2 separate regions of the Mus musculus genome follow, and region 2 is linked to region 1. A link is a contact called in public Hi-C data. All regions are on one chromosome and are shown on one strand. Each heading gives the region's core, a stretch centred on a gene start, on an enhancer-like site or on the middle of the called end of the contact. The rest is flanking DNA. Distances are from core to core; before and after follow the strand shown. Region 1 has its middle 3.1 kb from the start of Gm28114. Region 2 overlaps Top1mt (DNA topoisomerase 1, mitochondrial).

The links. A called contact is a pair of places that touch in the nucleus more often than the background predicts.
Region 2: a contact with region 1 is called in a Hi-C map of muscle stem cells, with 2.8 times the contacts expected there. The contact joins two enhancer-like sites. A contact is called at or near these places in 2 of 15 datasets of contacts at CTCF or cohesin (the NIH/3T3 cell line and pro-B cells), 18 of 484 Hi-C or Micro-C datasets (CD4 T cells, cardiomyocytes, cerebellum and 7 more), 4 of 115 datasets of contacts at active chromatin or transcription factors (astrocytes, embryonic stem cells, fibro-adipogenic progenitors and 1 more) and 1 of 9 other capture datasets (adipose tissue).

What each region holds. Positions count from the first base shown.
Region 1 is chr15:75,393,908-75,397,953 of GRCm38.p6, reverse strand. No RefSeq gene overlaps it. Among named protein-coding and RNA genes, the nearest start is that of Gm28114, 3.1 kb to the right of the region's middle. Within about 2 kb of position 1,558, at least 3 of the 459 cell types and tissues checked have an H3K27ac peak or open chromatin away from gene starts, as enhancers often do. A contact at or near this core is called in muscle stem cells, where this site is marked.
Region 2 is chr15:75,669,661-75,673,494 of GRCm38.p6, reverse strand. Top1mt (DNA topoisomerase 1, mitochondrial) reads left to right here. Exons shown (of 14, transcript NM_028404.3): 4 at 3,311-3,433. Among named protein-coding and RNA genes, the nearest start is that of Top1mt, 7.2 kb to the left of the region's middle. Within about 2 kb of position 1,589, at least 14 of the 459 cell types and tissues checked have an H3K27ac peak or open chromatin away from gene starts, as enhancers often do. A contact at or near this core is called in muscle stem cells, where this site is marked.

The DNA of each region.
Region 1 (4,046 bases), core at 309-2,808:
GGGTCCCCAAGGGAGAAACTAGAGAAAGCACCCAAGGAGTTGAAGGGGTCTGCAACCCTATAGGTGGAACAGCAATATGAACTAACCAGTACCCCCAGAGCTCGTGTCTCTAGCTGCATATGTAGCAGAAGATGGCCTAGTCAGCCATCATTGAGAAGAGAGGCCCCTTGGTATTGCAAATTTTATATGCCCCAGTATAGGGGAACGCCAGGGCCAAGAAGTGGGAGTGGGTGGGTAGGGAAGCAGGGTGGGGGAAGGCTATAGGAAACTTTCAGGATAGCATTTGAAATGTAAATAAAGTTAATATCTAATAAAAAAATCAAAAGAAAAGAAAAGAAAATGCCAATACTACTTGCCAAGATATTCTTAAATACCACCATTCTAAGTCACTTTCAGGATATGTTCACCTTTGTACAGGCACCAGAGCAAGCCATGCCATTGGCTTGGCGATTGGTGCCACCCTTCAGAGTGCGGGCTTAAGTAACTCTCAAAAGAGTTGTTTTAATTGTAAACTGCCTGGCCACTGTCTGTGAGAATGTCCCCATCCCTGCCAGAGTCGGAGACCTCCCCTCGAGGGCCAGGGAGACACTCCTCCCTCATGGCCACCACCGACCACCCTGTGTCCCCATTGCCACAGGGGCCGACATTGGGCCAATGAGTGTAGATCCAAAACAGACAGCCAGGGTCATCCCATACTGCCACTGCATTCGGTAAACTTCCTGGGTGGGGGGCAGTCTCTAGCCTCCATCTCCTTCAGGACAAGCCCTGGGGTGATAGAGTTTGTACCCCAGGAGATTTCTCATCACACACCCAGTCTGTTGCCCAACTCTGGTGAGCTACAAAAAACAGCCCAGGATTGGACCTCTGTGCCACCTCCATCACAATACTGACCTCTGAAGCGGTCATTCAGGCTGTGCCTACAGACATACATGGCCCCCTATCCCCAAATACCTTTGGCATAGTCCTGGGAAGAGCTTCACTTTACTTAAAGGGACTCCAGATCATACCTGGAGTTATAGACCATGACCATCAGGGAGAAATTCAGATTCTTGCAAGTACCACAGGTGGTGCTGTGTTTATACCAACACAACAGACCATTGCCCAACTGTTGCTGTTTCCCAGGGTCTCTACTACAAATCCCTACCATAAAGACACCAGGGCCCCAGGTGAGAGGGGAATAGCAGAGGCCTTTTGGGCCCAAAAGATTACTTCCTCTCGCCCCATGCTTACCTTGACATTTCAGGACTTTTAGACTTGGGAGCTGATCCGACATTTCGACAGGCTTTGACCAGCTTCCTGGTTGCTGACTGATCCAGCCACCCATTTACAGGGGATTGGGCATTCTAAAAACCCTCAAGTCAGCCCTCAGACCCTTAGGTAGACAGATCAAGAAGGAAATTCAGGCACAGTAGTCCCATACGTGATTCCCGATTTACCAGTCAATATCTGGGTGAGAGATATCTCTCCCAAATGAATGTTTTCATGTGCAGCCCCAATGAAGCAGTGACAAAACAAATGCCGGTCCAGGGATTCCTGCCAGGACAAGGATTAGGAAAACAAGCACAGGGCATAAAAGAATCATTGACTGTGGTACAGAAATCCGACTGGCGAGGTTTGGGATCTCAGTCTCAGCCTTTTCCATAATGGCCATGGTCATGCCTACTCCCCAGACTCACGCAGAGAAAATTTCCTGGAAAGACACTGCCCCCATCTGGGTTGATCAGTAGTCACTAACTAAAGAGAAACTGGCAGCTGCAAAACAGTTAGTGCAGGAAAAATTAGTAGCTGGTCACATTGAGCCATCTTCCTCCCCCTGGAACACCCCAATTTTTGTTATTAAGAACCTTCTTAGAATTGGGAACAAAACACCCATGGGAGGAGTTACAGAGACAAAGTTTGGAGCTGAGACGAAAGGATGGACCATCTAGAAACTGTTATATCCAGGGATCCATCCCATAATCAGCTTCTAAACGCTGACACCATTGCATACACTAGCAAGATTTTGCTGAAAGGACCCAGATATAGCTGTCTCTTGTGAGAGTATGCCGGGGCCTAGCAAACACAGAAGTGGATGCTCACAGTCAGCTATTGGATGGATCACAGGGCCCCCAAGGAGAAAGTACCCAAGGAGCTAAAGGGGTCTGCAACCCTATAGGTGGAACAACAATATGAACTAACCAGTACCCCCCAGAGCTCGTGTCTCTAGCTGCATATGAATCAGAAGAAGGCCTAGTTGGCCATCAGTGGAAAGAGAGGCCCATTGGTGATGCAAACTTTATATGCCTCAGTACAGGGGAACGCCAGGGCCAAGAAATGCGGGTGGGTGGGTGGGGGAGCATGTGAGGGACTTTTGGGATAGCATTGGAAATGTAAATGAAATAAATACCTAATAAAAAAATAATACCTAAAAAAAAAGAAAAAGTCTGGCAAGTGGAGACTCTTACAAGATCTCTGTGCTGTTAACAAAGTGATGAAACTTTGATCCCATCACTTGATGGGAACTCTGTAACTGGACCCTCCATCTTTTACAGAAACTGCTCATACCTTTACCTCAAAAACTTTATTTGCTCCCATAGCCAATCCTCCCTTGCCTCCATTCAGACCAAAAACCTTATCCTCACTTTAGTGAATTAGACCTTCCTTATGCTCAATGCCACCTCCCCTAACCTTGTTGATAATTGCTGGCTGTGTTACTATTCCTAACCACCTTTTTATGAAGGCATTGCTGTTCCTGGCTGTTTTACCCCTACAAATAATTCCCACCATTGCTGCTGGTAACCTGGAGTGTGGAATGGTTTATCCCTCTCCCAGGTCTTGGGATTGGACCTCTGTGTGACTGACTCATAATACACCTACTTCACAGTATGCCCATCTTTGTAATGTTACCCTTGCACCTGATATTAGTAGCCAGTATTTAGTTCCTCCAAATGATACTTGGTGGGTTTGCATTGATGGCCTCATCCTTTCTGCCTTTCAGCCAGTGCCTTTTGTGCAAAATATTCTGATTTTTGCATTCTTGTATAATTGTTCCCTTGATTGATTTATTATCATTCAGAAGAGTTTTTTCATTTGTGAGATTGTCTGCTGATTCCTTCCCTTCACTTGTCTGCCAGCAAAAAGAGCCCCTAACTGCCATCACCATTGTTTTTTGGCCTTTTACTCTGAGGTAGTGTTTGTCTTTATCCCTCAGGTGGGTTTCCTGTAAGCAGCAAAATGTTGGGTCCTGTTTGTGTAGCCAGTCTGTTAGTCTATGTCTTTTTATTGGGGAATTGAGTCCATTGATGGTAAGAGAAATCAAAGAAAAGTAATTGTTGCTTCCTGTCATTTTTGTTGTTAAAGTTGGGAATCTGTTCTTGTGGTTGTCTTCTTTTAGTTTTGTTAAGGATTACTTTCTTGCTTTCTCTAGGGTGTAGTTTCCTTCTTTGTGTTGGTGTTTTCCCTTTATTATCCTTGGAAGGGCTCGATTCGTGGAAAGACATTGTGTGAATTTCTTTTTGTCATGGAATACTTTGGTTTCTCCATCTATGGTAATTGAGAGTTTTGCTGAGTATAGTAGCTTGGGCTGGCATTTGTATTCTCTTAGTGTCTGTATAACATCTGTCCAGGATCTTCTGGCTTTCATAGTCTCTGGTGAGAAGTCTGGAGTAATTCTAATAGAGCTGCCTTTATATGTTACTTGACCTTTTTTCCTTACTACTTTTAATATTCTGTCTTTATTTAGTGCATTTGTTGTTCTGATTATTATGTGTTGGGAGGAATTTCTTTTCTGGTCCAGTCTATTTGGAGTTCTCTAGGGTTCTTGTATGTTCATGGGCATCTCTTTCTTTAGGTATGGGAAGTTTTCTTCTATAATTTTGTTGAAGATATTTGCTGGCCCTTTAAGTTGAAAATATTCATTCTCATGTACTCCTATTATCCATTGGTTGGTCTTCTCATTGTGTCCTGGATTTCCTGGATGTTTTGAGCTAGGATCTTTTTGCATTTTGCATTTTCTTTGATAGTTGTGTCCATGTTTCCTATGGAATCTTCTGCACCTGAGATTCTCT
Region 2 (3,834 bases), core at 340-2,839, 280 kb before region 1:
TCTGTCCCTTAGCAAATATAGTACTTTGTTCTATATTGATTGAACAGTTACAGACAAAACACATTATTGTAGGTCGAGGGCATGTCAGAGTACATAGCTTACGATTAAAGGTATACATTATCTTGGGTTATAAAAGCTGAAGGTAGGGTAAGGTATTCTTTTAAAGGCAGGTTAAACAAACAGACCGAGCACACAGTAACAGCAGGTTAAGTACTTAGACTTTTAAAAAAATGTATATGGCTATTTTGCCTGCATGCACAGATATGTGCACCATGCACATGCCTAGTGCGATGGATCCCCCAGAACTGGAGTTGCAGACAGTGGTAGACTGCCGTGTGGGTGCTGGGAATTGAACCCAGGTCCCTAGGGAAGCAGCCAGTGCTCTTACCCACTGAGCCATCTCTCCAGCCCCGAGTACATAGTTTTAAATGATTCCAGAGCATGTTATTAACTTGGTTGCACATTCTGGCAAAAGTTCAAACCTTCGAAGGCAAGAGAGATCTTCAGAAAATAACATTATCACGTATGATTGTTTCCCTGCCTGTGTGTACGTGCACCGTGTGTGTGTCTGCTGTCTGAAGAGGCCAGATGAGGGCTCTGGATACCCTGAAGTTGGAGGTACAGGCTTTTGTGAGCCACCTGCCATGGGTGTGGGGCACTCAGATCCTCTGCAGGAGCAGTGCCAGCGACCCTCTTAGCTGCTGGAACACCTCTTTCGTCCTGTTTATTTATTGAGACAAGGGTGGACTCTGACTTGTTACATAGCTGAGACTAACCATGAGCTTCCACCCTCTTCCACTGCCTCCCAAGTGCTAAGACTATAAGGATGCACATCACCTCTTTCTCCCTATTACAATTTTAATCAGAAATATGACTTGCTAAAATTTTGGCTTCTATTTTAATTTTTTTTTAAAAATCTATTTTTATTTTATGCATATGTGTGTTTTGCCTGCGTGTGTGTGTGTGTGTGTGTGTGTGTGCCACATCCATGCCTGGTGCCTGGGGATTCCCTGGAATTGGAGTTACAGATGGTTTGTGAGCTCTCTGTAGGTGCTGGGAGTTGAACTTGGGTCCTCTGCAAGTACAGCCAGTGCTCTTAACCATTGAGCCATCCCGCCAGCTTCCATTTTTATTTTCGTTAGTGTGCTTGGGAGTTTGCGCTCTGATGTGAAAGCTGGCACTTTCTTGGTAATGGTAGTGCCATTGCTGTTATGTGTCTGAGAAGTCTTTGACTCACCGACGGTCACAAAGGCATTCTCCTTTGTGTTTTCCTAGGACATTCACAGTTGTTGGTTTTATGTTTAGCATGTGCGTGCATTTAGGTATAGCATCAGGGGCCTTACAGCTTGTGGTTTAAGCTGAAGCTGACTAGACATTCTCACTCATGGATCCCTGGCTGTCCAGCACCAGCTGTGGGGACAGTGTGGTCTGTCCCCCATGCAAGACTCTGTCCCTGATCCTGCCTCTCACTGTGACTCTCACCAACTGCTGCCTTGAAAAGCATCCAGGCACACGGGTGGAGCCAGCCAGCCAGTGCGTGTTCCTTCCCGTCTGGCGTTCCTTAGTTATTAGTACAGAGGGGAAAAGTGGGCTGTTCTGTTCTCAGTGTCTCCAAGCGGGCAGGGAAGGGGCCCAACCCAGAGGATGGCCAACAGACTGCAGCTGTGGCTGTGCAGGCTGGGTCCTGTCTCCCGATGATCTCCTCTGATCTCTGCTGTGCAGGAAAAAGGTGGCCCTGTATTGGTCCCCATATGTCCTCACGCGCTTTGCAGATGACTGGGAGCCAGGACCTGTTGCAGGGCTGTGGCTTCTGTAGTGAGGAAATGGAGGTTGAAAACCAGCTGCCGAGCCCCCCCCCCCCCCCGCCACTCTCCATGTCTGCATCCATGTCTTTCACTTTGATTTTTGCACTGTCATGACCAGCGTGCAAACAAGTAATATTAGCATTTTACTGTGTGTGTGTTTCTCCATATTGCAATGGAATCATCAAATTCTGATCTGCTGTGATTTCAACCATTCTCTCCAAAACTCTTCCCCGGGGTGTAATGACTTTTGCATCAGTAGTTAAAGGTGGTACTGGGGGAGGGGGGGGTAGAGAGATGGCTCAGTGTATAGCTTCCGGGAGTTACGATCCTAGCGTCCACCTGTAACTCCAGCTCCAGGGGGTCTGATGTTTCTGGATTCTGCAGGCACGTGCGTGTACGTGTGCACACACACCCATCTCCTAACCCCAGTTCAAAATAAATATAAATCTTCACAAACCATGTGGAACCTCCTGGAGGTATCCAGGCCCTGGCGGGGGGGGGGGGGCTGCCTGTGAGGAGGGGCCCCTGCCCTGTGTTTGTGGGAGGGGATCAGCCAGGCCCTGTTACCTCGCTGTCTCCTCCCTCTATGGAAGCAGAGAAAGGACCCTCTGCAGAGATCAAGTGAAATGCCGCCTTCTAGCTTCCAGGAGTGAGAAATGACGCAGCCTCGGGTTATTTTGTTGGAGAAGCATTTATAGGCTTCTAATTTAATTTTTAGCATTCCGTTGAGTGAATTTGCTGTAATCTATCCAGTGCCTTACCGCTTTCTTCTTTAATTGTCCCTGGAGTGTAATCGTCATCAGACCAACGTGGATAAGTTGCGTAGGACGGGATCCTGAATTGGAGCTAGTGGGTCAGGAATTTTTACCTCTTTCCTTACTGAAATGTTAAATTATATTTAGGAAGAGGTATCCTTGGCTCTCCTGCACCACCCCCATCTGGGTTCATACTAATAGAGTCTATTACTGTTGGCTGGAGACTGGGGCTAGTGTGGTTCTGTTACTGGGAGCCTGCCTGGGAGCAGCCGCTCTGTCAGTGGACTCTTTGGGTTTGGGGACATGGGAGGCCTTGCTTTAGGGGAAGGATGTGGATTTAGGGGCTCACTTGGGGATTTCATTTGGTCATTTTCTGACAGAGTAAGGCTCAAGGTGTGAGTTAGGGCCACAAGCCTGAAGCTGAGACGACACATGCTCTCCTCTCAGCTGTCCCTGTCCATCCCGGGTCTCCCTTGTCATCTGTTCATGCTTTCCCATGTGGCCAGGAGAGAGCTGTTTCCAGCTGAGGCCACATGGCTTATTCCCAGGGCTCCTCCACTGTACACATGGGCCCCCGGTACATTGGTTGTTAGAGGCCGAGGGGCTAGTGGAATGGCCTTAGCCCTCTTGGCAGAGTGCAGGCAGTCCCGTGTTTGTGGTATGTCACGGTGATCCTGTGCTGTGGCCCCACGCGTGGGCTCCCCGTGCCGTGGGGCGGACACTCAGCACGTGTTGCTGGTTTTGGGACAGGAGATGACACCTGAGGAGAGGAGGCTCATCACACACCTTGACAAATGTGACTTCACGGAGATCCATAAGCACTTCCTGGAAAGAGCTGAGGCCCGCAGGACCCTGCCCAGGGAGCAGAAGCAGGTTGGCAGCGGGTTCTGGGAAACTGGGAGGTAGCAGGTGGGTGCAAGCTGCAGGGCACCCCTCATAGAGCCTTCCTCTCCGAGTGGCCTTAGTAGGTGGACCAGGTTCTGGGTGCCGTCACGGCAGGTGCTGAGTGATTTCAAGTAACACCCCCCTCCATTAAAGTGTGTCTGGGATATAATTCCATTTTCCTGGGACACCTTTGAAAGTATACTACCATTTGAAAGGTCAGGAGTGGCAGAGAACCCAAGGGCAGGAATGTGGGGGTGATCTGGATCTACTGTGAATCTTTTCACGTCTCCCCTCTACTTAATGGGAGCCTGCTACATAGTTCTTTCTCAATTGACTGGTTCTTGGTCATCTCTTTGCAGGGGGTTTGAGGCGATTCCAGAACCTGCCTC